Linked DNA regions of Mus musculus: regions 1 and 3 are each linked to region 2. A link is a contact called in public HiChIP or PLAC-seq and promoter capture Hi-C data. All regions are on one chromosome and are shown on one strand. Each heading gives the region's core, a stretch centred on a gene start, on an enhancer-like site or on the middle of the called end of the contact. The rest is flanking DNA. Distances are from core to core; before and after follow the strand shown.

Region 1 (2,700 bases), core at 81-2,580, 370 kb after region 2:
TTACAGACCTAGGACAGCAGGCACGATTCCTGGGCAGGGTGGTTTCTAGGTTGTGATCCTTGTAGGAAGGCAAGATTTAAGGAACTCTTAGAGAGAGGTGAGATGGTTCCAAATAATAGCAGCAGATAGGCCGAGTGTAAGAATATAGACACCATGATTAGGCGAGAACTGGTAAGTCACTCTGACAAAGCACACGGAGAGTGGGTGAATTCAGGAAAAGACTGCTGAGAGGTGACACAGAATCTTCTTGACTAGTTCAAGGACATCTGAACTTGGTGAGACTTGGGGAGTTGGTCACCAAGATACAATCTAGAAGATACTACCTTTAGAAGTCCTTTCTCTGTTGAGTCCTGAAGGATGGGCTGTAAGGAGTGAGGTTTCAGGGGAAGATGGAGATGCTAACAGTTATGGAGACAGTACAGGCTGTAGACCCACCTTCTCTTGTACATGGAGATTGTGTTGCTTCTACTGGTCTATGCTGTTAAGGCACAAATGTTGTTTGACTACACTGTGCATTCAGCAATGGGGAAGACCATGGGAGAGGCTCAAGAAATACCTACTGAGGTGAAATGAAGACATATAGATGCCAGGGAGTGACTTGATTGTAAAACAGGGAACCAGAGGCAATTTTTATAAGGACAACATTTAATTGGGACTGGCTTACAGGTTCAGAGGTTCAGTCCATTATCAAGACAGGAGCATGGCAATGTCCAGCCAAGCATGGTGCAGGAGGAGCTGAGAGTTCTATATCTTCATCTGAAGGCTGCTAGAAGAGTGGCTCTTACATGGTTAGGAGGAAGGTCTCTTTGCCCACCCCCACAGTGACATACTTCCTCCAACAAAGCCGCCCCTCCTAATAGTGCCACTCATTGGGCCAAGCATATTCAAACCACCACAAACAACAGCCAAAGGTGGATGTGCAAGAGGGACAATATCTATGAATGTCCTCTAGGCTGCATATGCTCATGTACACATATGCATATCTATATACCTATGTACCCCCAAGCCAAAGAGACAGTGAGAGGGAGAGAGGGGGGCGAGGGAGAGAGAGAGAGAGAGACAGAGACAGAGAGAGAGACACAGAGAGAGGGACAGAGAGAGAGAGACAGAGAGAGAGAGAGAGACAGAGAGACAGAGAGAGAGACAGAGAGAGAGACAGAGAGAGACAGAGAGAGAGAATGAAAGACTCTTGGGATTATGGCCTTAATGATCACCAACCAGTCACTCACTAACCACTGAAGATTCCGGACAAGCAATAATCCATGCCTATTATACCCCAGAGCTGTGGTTGTGTGAATCATACATCTGGAGGAGAATTTAAAGACTATCTCTGCCAAAACATGTTTGACTCAAGATTACTCAGCCATTAGCAGCAAGTCCTGGGATCAAACAGTAACAGGTCTGACTAACTGGCTGTGTTAGTCAGCTCTCTGTCACTGAGACAAGACACCTAAACTAATCAGTCAATGAAGTTGATTTGGGCTTATGGCTTCAGAGCCTTTGGTCCATGCTCACTTGGTGCTGTGAAGCACAGTTGTCAGGAGGGAACCATGTAAAAGTAATTTTTAAATCTGTTTTTTCCTTTTGGTCCTTTAGTCCCCATCAATAACAACTTTAAGACATTTATTATTATTATTATTATTATTATTATTATTATTATTATTATTATTATTTCTAGGCCATAAGCTTTGGCTCATTCCCTGACTAGCTCGTAACTTATTTAGCCCATTTAAACTATTCTATGTCTATGTGGTTAGTTACCTCTTCTTTAGTCCCAGCCCACTTCTTCCTTAGAATCTCCTCAGTATCTGCATGCTGGTTTACGCCCATCTTCTTGGTCTTGAATCTCATCTCTCTTGGCTCTCCCCTGTGTCTCTCTTTCATTTCCTACTATTTTCCAGAATCCCCTCTCTTCCTGCCAGTGCCTCACCCCCTATTTCTGCCTCAGCTCATTAGCCGTCAGCTTATTTATTGACGAGTGATATTGATAAGAGAATCTTTCTACAGAACCATGATGGAGAAGGCAGACCCACTTACCTCATGGAGGTCAGGAAGCAAAAAAGGAGAGAGAAGAGGGCCGGGGTCTGATCATCACCTTCAGGAGCATATCCTCAATGGTCTAACTTCCTTCTGTGATGCTTCAGCTCTTGAATGTTCTCTCATGTCCAAGGGCATGGCAACCTGAGCTTTTGGAGGGCACTGAGGAGCCAGAGCATTACAGTGCTTGCTGTCCTGAGAAAGGTTAAATGGCTTATTTGTGGTTGGCTAGTTGATAGTGGACAGATGGCAGTTGAATATTTGATAGATGTTAGCTAGGACACAATGACAGACAGGCCTTATTCCATCTGATGTCAGATCGCAGGCTTCCCAATGCACCAAAACATGTTTGACCTATTTCCTTTGCAAACCTTACTAAAGCAGCTTTTAAGACTCTTTCCTGAGGGAGAGGAAGGACAAAAGGAACCAGAGGGGTCAAGGACACCACAGGAAAACCCAAAGAATCAACTAACTTAGGCTCACAGGGGCTCAGAGAAACAGAACTGACAACTAGGGAGCCTGCATGAGTCTGACCTAGGTATGTGTTATAGTTGTAAAGCTTGGTCTTCTTGTAGAACTCCTAACAGTGGGAGCAGGGGCTATCTCTGACTCTCTTGATCTTTTTCCTACTACTGAATTGCCTTGTTCAGCCTTAATTCGAGG
Region 2 (2,700 bases), core at 33-2,532:
ACTCAAAACCTCCCTGCCCCCTTCCTGAAAAACAACAACAACCACAACAACACCCCCACCCTTTGCTCATGCCATAGTGCCGTAATCCACTTTAGGTGGTCTGTTTATTTACTTATTTATTTATTTGTTGTTGTTGTTTGTTTCTTTGAACTCACTTAGGCAGATGGATCTGTCTTGTTTTGTTTTGTTCCTATAATGTTCTTGGAACACACAGAAATAGCTTCTCTGCAACAGGCAGCAGCTGTAAATAAATGTCTTTCTCTGCATGTGCCACCCCCCACCCGCCACCCCACTGAGCCTGGAAGAAGGCCACACTGGGGTTTTTTGCAATTGTATATCCAGGACCCACTACTGCATCAACTGGAATAATGCTGCCCCTACCTTGCATTTACCACATATAAAAATTACTTCTCAGAATTCCCCTTAACGGGTATAGGCTCAGAGAAGTGATGTGGCTGACTGGCATTAAGCAAATGTTCCAGAGGGATGGTTAACAATTGGAGTCCCTCAAGGTAGGACTCACTGTCCCCCTTCCCCCAACTCAAATCTTAAAGACTCCCGAGGCAGCATAAGACTATAAACCACAAAAAACGATCCCAGGGAGGATGAAAAAGAAAAAAACAAACCAAAACCAAACCAAAAAACTGTGAACAAATGGATTATGGTTCTATAAAGGTCATCCTTACGAAAGGGGAAATGTTTCCTAGAGAGGTATAGGGCTCATGAAGAGCCCAAGAGTACTCACTCAGGCATAAGACAACATCCCTGGGGATGGGAAGACAAGGACCCTGGACACCTCCAATCCACGCTCCTCCCGAAGCTGGCCTACTGGGCACCTGACCACATCCTTGCGAGGGTCCAACCTCTGAAGATGCACTCCAGCCAGGAGTGAGGCTGCCCGCCCATCCCTCCCCCAGCACGATGCCGCAGCCACTCGCTGGGGAGGCCGAGGCGGGGGCGGCCGGTACCTAGCTCGGCCACGGTTGCGGCGCAGCCGGACAGTAGGAACTTGCTCGTCCGGGGCCATCTCTGCGTGAGCGGCAGCAGCTTCTCCTCCTCGGCGATAGGCATTCAGCAGCAAGTCAGGACCACTGGGCACCGCTGGTCGCCTGGGAACCTGCCACCCTGCCGGCGCCGCCCCTTTTCAGCCCGAGAGAGGTCAGGTCAGGACCATGTGCCTTTATTACGCTCTGCAAAGGCGCCGCCCGCCTGGTAGCTGGACCGGTCCGGCGGCCTCAGGTGCTGAAAAACAAAGCCGCACCCAAGAGGCTTCTGGGAAATGTAGTTCTTGGGGGCTCAGCGACTTCTCTGATTGGCTGGTAGCTAGGCGCCCGCTGCAAACAGCTAGTTTACTCGAGCTCCGCCGCCTCAGGATGTGTTCCCGCCTCCTCCGTCCCAGCCCAGCCCAGCCCAGTTCAAATCAAAGCTTTTTTTTTTTTTTTTTTTTTTTTTTTTTTTCTCATAATTTGAAAGCCGTGGGAAGGTGGAAGATAGCCACAATGCAAAAATCACACAAAAACTGGGGCGGGGCAAAGGAACCACAGTTACGCAAGAGAATTTGTTTAAAAAGTTTCTCGGCTCAGAGTTTGCAAAACTGGGCGCATTTTCCTCAGTCGGCGGGGGACTAGGAGATTCCCCTGGAGAAGGACGTTTTCAAACGTCTGTTGATTCTGGAAGATGGGCATTATGGAGTTATTCTCACCAATAGCAATCGCCGTTCTGGGAAGCTGTGTTCTTTTCTTATTCTCTCGGTTGAAGAATTTGCTTGGACCCCCGTGCATCCAAGGCTGGATTCCCTGGATTGGAGCTGGACTTGAGTTTGGGAAAGCCCCTCTTGAATTTATAGAAAAAGCAAGAATCAAGGTATGTAGCAGTGACAGGGAGTTTGGAGGGAGGTAGTATTTCCTTTTCTAATTTTTCTTTTATTAAACTCAGTGTTGGAACATTGGGCATACACATACTTCCGGCAATTCGTCTACTCTGTTTCTCTACATACCTTGTTGGAAATAGTCAGGTCTTTTGACTGTTAGTAATTCCCTGCAGTTAATTCTAAGTGGGTGTTTATTAACATTGCAGATGTAAGCTTGTAGTTTGGGGGCGGCGACAGAAGAGTTTCCATGATTTCAGTTTGTGAAAACGAGTAATAAATTTGTATCACAAGTAGAGGTAACTCTACGATTTTATAAAACTTGATTTGCTAAATTGATCTTTACAGATTAAAAGCTCCCCAATATTCTTTCTTTCTCTCCCCATCCCTACCACCAGATACTATTTTATTGGTGAGTTCCTCCCTCCCTTATTCCCTGCCCTGAGGAAATAAGTAATGGATTCCACTGTAAGGGTTTTTTTTTTTTTTTTTTTTCCCATAAAGCAGCTACTGAATGTTGAACAGTTTAGAGAAGGCACTTTTACTGGCTGGCCTTTTAATTTCTATTCATATTTTGGCGGCCAAGATCTTACTGTGGTTTTGGTTGGGAAGCCAGCATGGTGGATGAAGTGCTTTCTGCAGCAACCACAAAAACCTGAGTCCATACCTCAACCCCTCCAGGTTCAGTGAGAGAGGCTTTGTCTCAAAAACTGAGGTGGAGGGCCAGCAAGAGGGCTCGGTGGGTAAAGGTGTCTGCTGCCAAGCCTGGCATCTTGAGACTGAACCTTAGAACCCACATGGTGGAAGGAGAGAATCAGCTCTCTCAGATTGTT
Region 3 (2,700 bases), core at 18-2,517, 450 kb after region 2:
TGTGGCTCAGCTACTTTGTTCTAGTGCTATGTACTAGGCATAATTGGCTTCAGTTTTTTCCTTATTCTCAAGAATGTTTTACATGTATACAAAGATATATGATCATATCCATGCTTCATTTCCTTTTCCAACTCTCCCTTTAGCCCAGCAGCTGTCAATTGCTTTGAGATCTCTTTGCTTTCTTGGCTGATGTCCCATGTCTTCTTATCTGAGTATTTTCTTCCCAGTTTGCTGCTGTATACCATCATCCTTGACAAACAGCCTCTTCCTCATTTTTGCTTGAGAACTTTGGCCTTCATCCCATCATCAGTTTTTCTCCATATGTAGCTTTGTGGGTCTCACTTGCATTTTGCCATATTCATTAAATCTCTATATTAGCAGAAATCATCTTGGTAAACTGTTAAGGATTTCAGATGTTTTTAAAGCAGCAATTTTCAATACGTAGAACCAAATTTACAAGTATACAATGTATAACAGTTGTTTAAAGGTAAGGTAGACCAAGCTAAAAAACTGTTTATGTGCAAAGGCTTCCAGGAAAAAACATATAGAGGCCATGTTTTGTTTGTTTATTTGCTTGTTTGTTTTAAAAATCTTAATTATGGATTCTGCTAAAACTAGTTATGTGACTATAGGCATATTAGCCTCTTGAAGTTTCTGTCAGTCCCCTTAGAGAATGGAAATGTGCACGCCATCCTGTGTGTGTGTGTGTGTGTGTGTGTGTGTCTGTGTCTGTGTGTGTGTGTCTGTGTGTGTGGTGCGGCAGCTCGCCACTTCTCGAGGTTCCTTCTACTGTGGCCTGGTTGCAGGCTGGTTGGCGAGCCTGGCAATAATTTCTCCAGGATTGAACTACAGCTGCCTGGTGTCTGCTTGCTGGAAGGACTGGACTGTAGCTGCCAGTTCGCATTTGGTATCTGCTTGCCTAGAGGACTGGTCTGCAACTGCTGAGTTGTATTTGGTGTTTGCTACAGGACCAAACTGCTGCCAAAGAAGCTCAACCTCACCCCCAAAGAACTCTTATGAACAGGCCCACTTCCCCCATATCCTAATAACGTTTCTCTTCCATTACCTCTGCTGGGCGGTGGGCGAGAGGAGAGGTTGAACCCTTATTGAAGTAGGTTGCAAAAATATATGCCTACAGATTTCTCATTTGGTTTACGTTTGGTTCTGTTTTGCTTTTTCCCTAGCCACTTGACGTTTCCACGTGTCACAGCTCTGACCTCAGCAACTGAAGTCAGAAAGAAGGCAAAGATTGCAAGGCAGACAAAGCAAGGGTTGAGGCGGGTAGCAAACAGAAGCACATTGTCATGGCAAATATCTGCCTAGCGTGTATGCAGATCTAAGACCATGGCCTAAATCACACCATACCAAGGTGAGGAGCTGGGCGGCAACTCACCAGAGCGGTTAAAGAGAGTGCCGGCCCTCCTCTTTAGGGCAGGCTTTTAGACCACCAGGACGATCTGTTCTGCCCTTCATGTCAATGAGGAAATATGCCCATCAGTGAGTCCCACTCTCCAGCACTTGAGCACACAGCAAACGCCAGCCACATGGCCAGTGGACATCCACAGCCCCCATAATCCATCCCCCCACCCTGAGTTTTAAAGATGTTCACAGCCTTTGCATACTCTAGAACTTCACAGAAATGAAAGTAAAAATTTCCCACAATCCTCTCACCTGTGTTTTTCTAAAAAGTATGCATTGACTCCTTTTCCCCCCTGTGAACACAGAAGAAACCACTGCCTGTGCACATGTCAGTGTGCAGTGATAATCTTTCTAGAAAGTTCTGGCTTCCTGCCGCGGTCGCTTTACTCCAGGAAATTGTGACGTCCCGATTGTTCCTCCAAAGCTTTGAGAACAGCCAGGTGACTGCCTTGCCCCAAGCATTATACCTGTAGCGAGGATAAATTGCGCATCTTTCCCGAGTTTGATCTTTGAGCTAGCCCAACTTTTATTAGGTTTCAACCTCTCAAATTGAAATCTTGTGGTGGAACCTGTCTAGGAAGTTTGACGTTTCTAACCACAGTTTAACCACATTCTTTGCTCTCACCTCCTGACCTTTCGACCAGGAAAGAGAGCCACCAGTTGCTGGTGCTCCCTCCCACACCTAGTTAGCTGGGTCCTGGAGGCATCTTCCCAGCGGGGCATCTCTGAGCTTGGTGGCTCTGCACTGGCAGTGGGCCCTGCTCAGCAAAGAAAGAACAATATGGACTCTGTTCTCAATTAGTGTGTAACCCTCGGGGCAGGCACAGGCTCACTCCTGCTCCCCTGTACTTTAATGGCCTAGTCTGATGTTCCTACAGCTCGGGGCCAGGTGGGGCAAGAGCCCAGAAACAGGAGAGCACCTTGCATTCCCTGGACAAGCTGCGGAGACCTTCTAACAACAGTCCTTCCAAAGGCCGTGGTTCCTCCCTCCTCCCAGACTTGGAATAAGGAATACTGGCATAATTCTGTTTTTGTTTTTTGTTTGACTCCTTCAGTGCTACTACCTCTGAAATATCAAACATAAAGCTTTTTCCAGAAGGAACTGGCATTTGCCCTAAGCACATGATACTGATACTGCCTAGGAGGTAATGTGGATCCACCCAGAGGAATTCTGGACGTAAGTATAAGGCTAGAATAATGTCTGCCAGAGAGATCTTATCCTAAGAATCTAAACTTAGATGTTCTGACAATCTAAAACCAAAGTGATCTATTTTTTTCATT

The links. Promoter capture Hi-C pulls out the DNA fragments that hold promoters and counts their contacts. HiChIP or PLAC-seq counts read pairs in DNA pulled down with a chosen protein or histone mark.
Region 1: a contact with region 2 is called in a FOXA1 HiChIP or PLAC-seq map of pancreatic cancer cells. The contact joins the enhancer-like site here to the promoter of Slc25a27 in region 2. A contact is called at or near these places in 5 of 39 promoter capture datasets (3T3-L1-derived adipocytes, the C10 cell line, cranial neural crest and 2 more), 1 of 15 datasets of contacts at CTCF or cohesin (the NIH/3T3 cell line), 4 of 115 datasets of contacts at active chromatin or transcription factors (cardiomyocytes, embryonic forebrain, embryonic stem cells and 1 more) and 3 of 9 other capture datasets (adipose tissue, embryonic stem cells and pancreatic islet).
Region 3: a contact with region 2 is called in a promoter capture Hi-C map of hematopoietic stem and progenitor cells, with 2.2 times the contacts expected there. The contact joins the enhancer-like site here to the promoter of Slc25a27 in region 2. A contact is called at or near these places in 12 of 39 promoter capture datasets (the 3T3-L1 cell line, 3T3-L1-derived adipocytes, the C10 cell line and 7 more), 1 of 15 datasets of contacts at CTCF or cohesin (the NIH/3T3 cell line), 2 of 115 datasets of contacts at active chromatin or transcription factors (embryonic stem cells and forebrain) and 1 of 9 other capture datasets (embryonic stem cells).

What each region holds. Positions count from the first base shown.
Region 1 is chr17:44,033,856-44,036,555 of GRCm38.p6, forward strand. The region is part of intron 4 of Rcan2 (regulator of calcineurin 2); the gene reads left to right. Among named protein-coding and RNA genes, the nearest start is that of Gm34857, 8.5 kb to the right of the region's middle. Within about 2 kb of position 1,331, at least 18 of the 459 cell types and tissues checked have an H3K27ac peak or open chromatin away from gene starts, as enhancers often do. A contact at or near this core is called in the NIH/3T3 cell line and pancreatic cancer cells, where this site is marked.
Region 2 is chr17:43,665,932-43,668,631 of GRCm38.p6, forward strand. Slc25a27 (solute carrier family 25, member 27) reads right to left here and starts at 1,283. Exons shown (of 9, transcript NM_001357122.1): 1 at 969-1,283. The coding sequence starts at 1,071. It overlaps Cyp39a1 (cytochrome P450, family 39, subfamily a, polypeptide 1), which reads left to right and starts at 1,441. Exons shown (of 12, transcript NM_018887.4): 1 at 1,441-1,863. The coding sequence starts at 1,678.
Region 3 is chr17:44,119,809-44,122,508 of GRCm38.p6, forward strand. It overlaps Gm34917 (predicted gene, 34917), which reads left to right. Exons shown (of 4, transcript NR_167720.1): 2 at 1,185-1,369; 3 at 2,475-2,596. Among named protein-coding and RNA genes, the nearest start is that of Enpp4, 15 kb to the left of the region's middle. Within about 2 kb of position 1,268, at least 58 of the 459 cell types and tissues checked have an H3K27ac peak or open chromatin away from gene starts, as enhancers often do. A contact at or near this core is called in hematopoietic stem and progenitor cells, where this site is marked.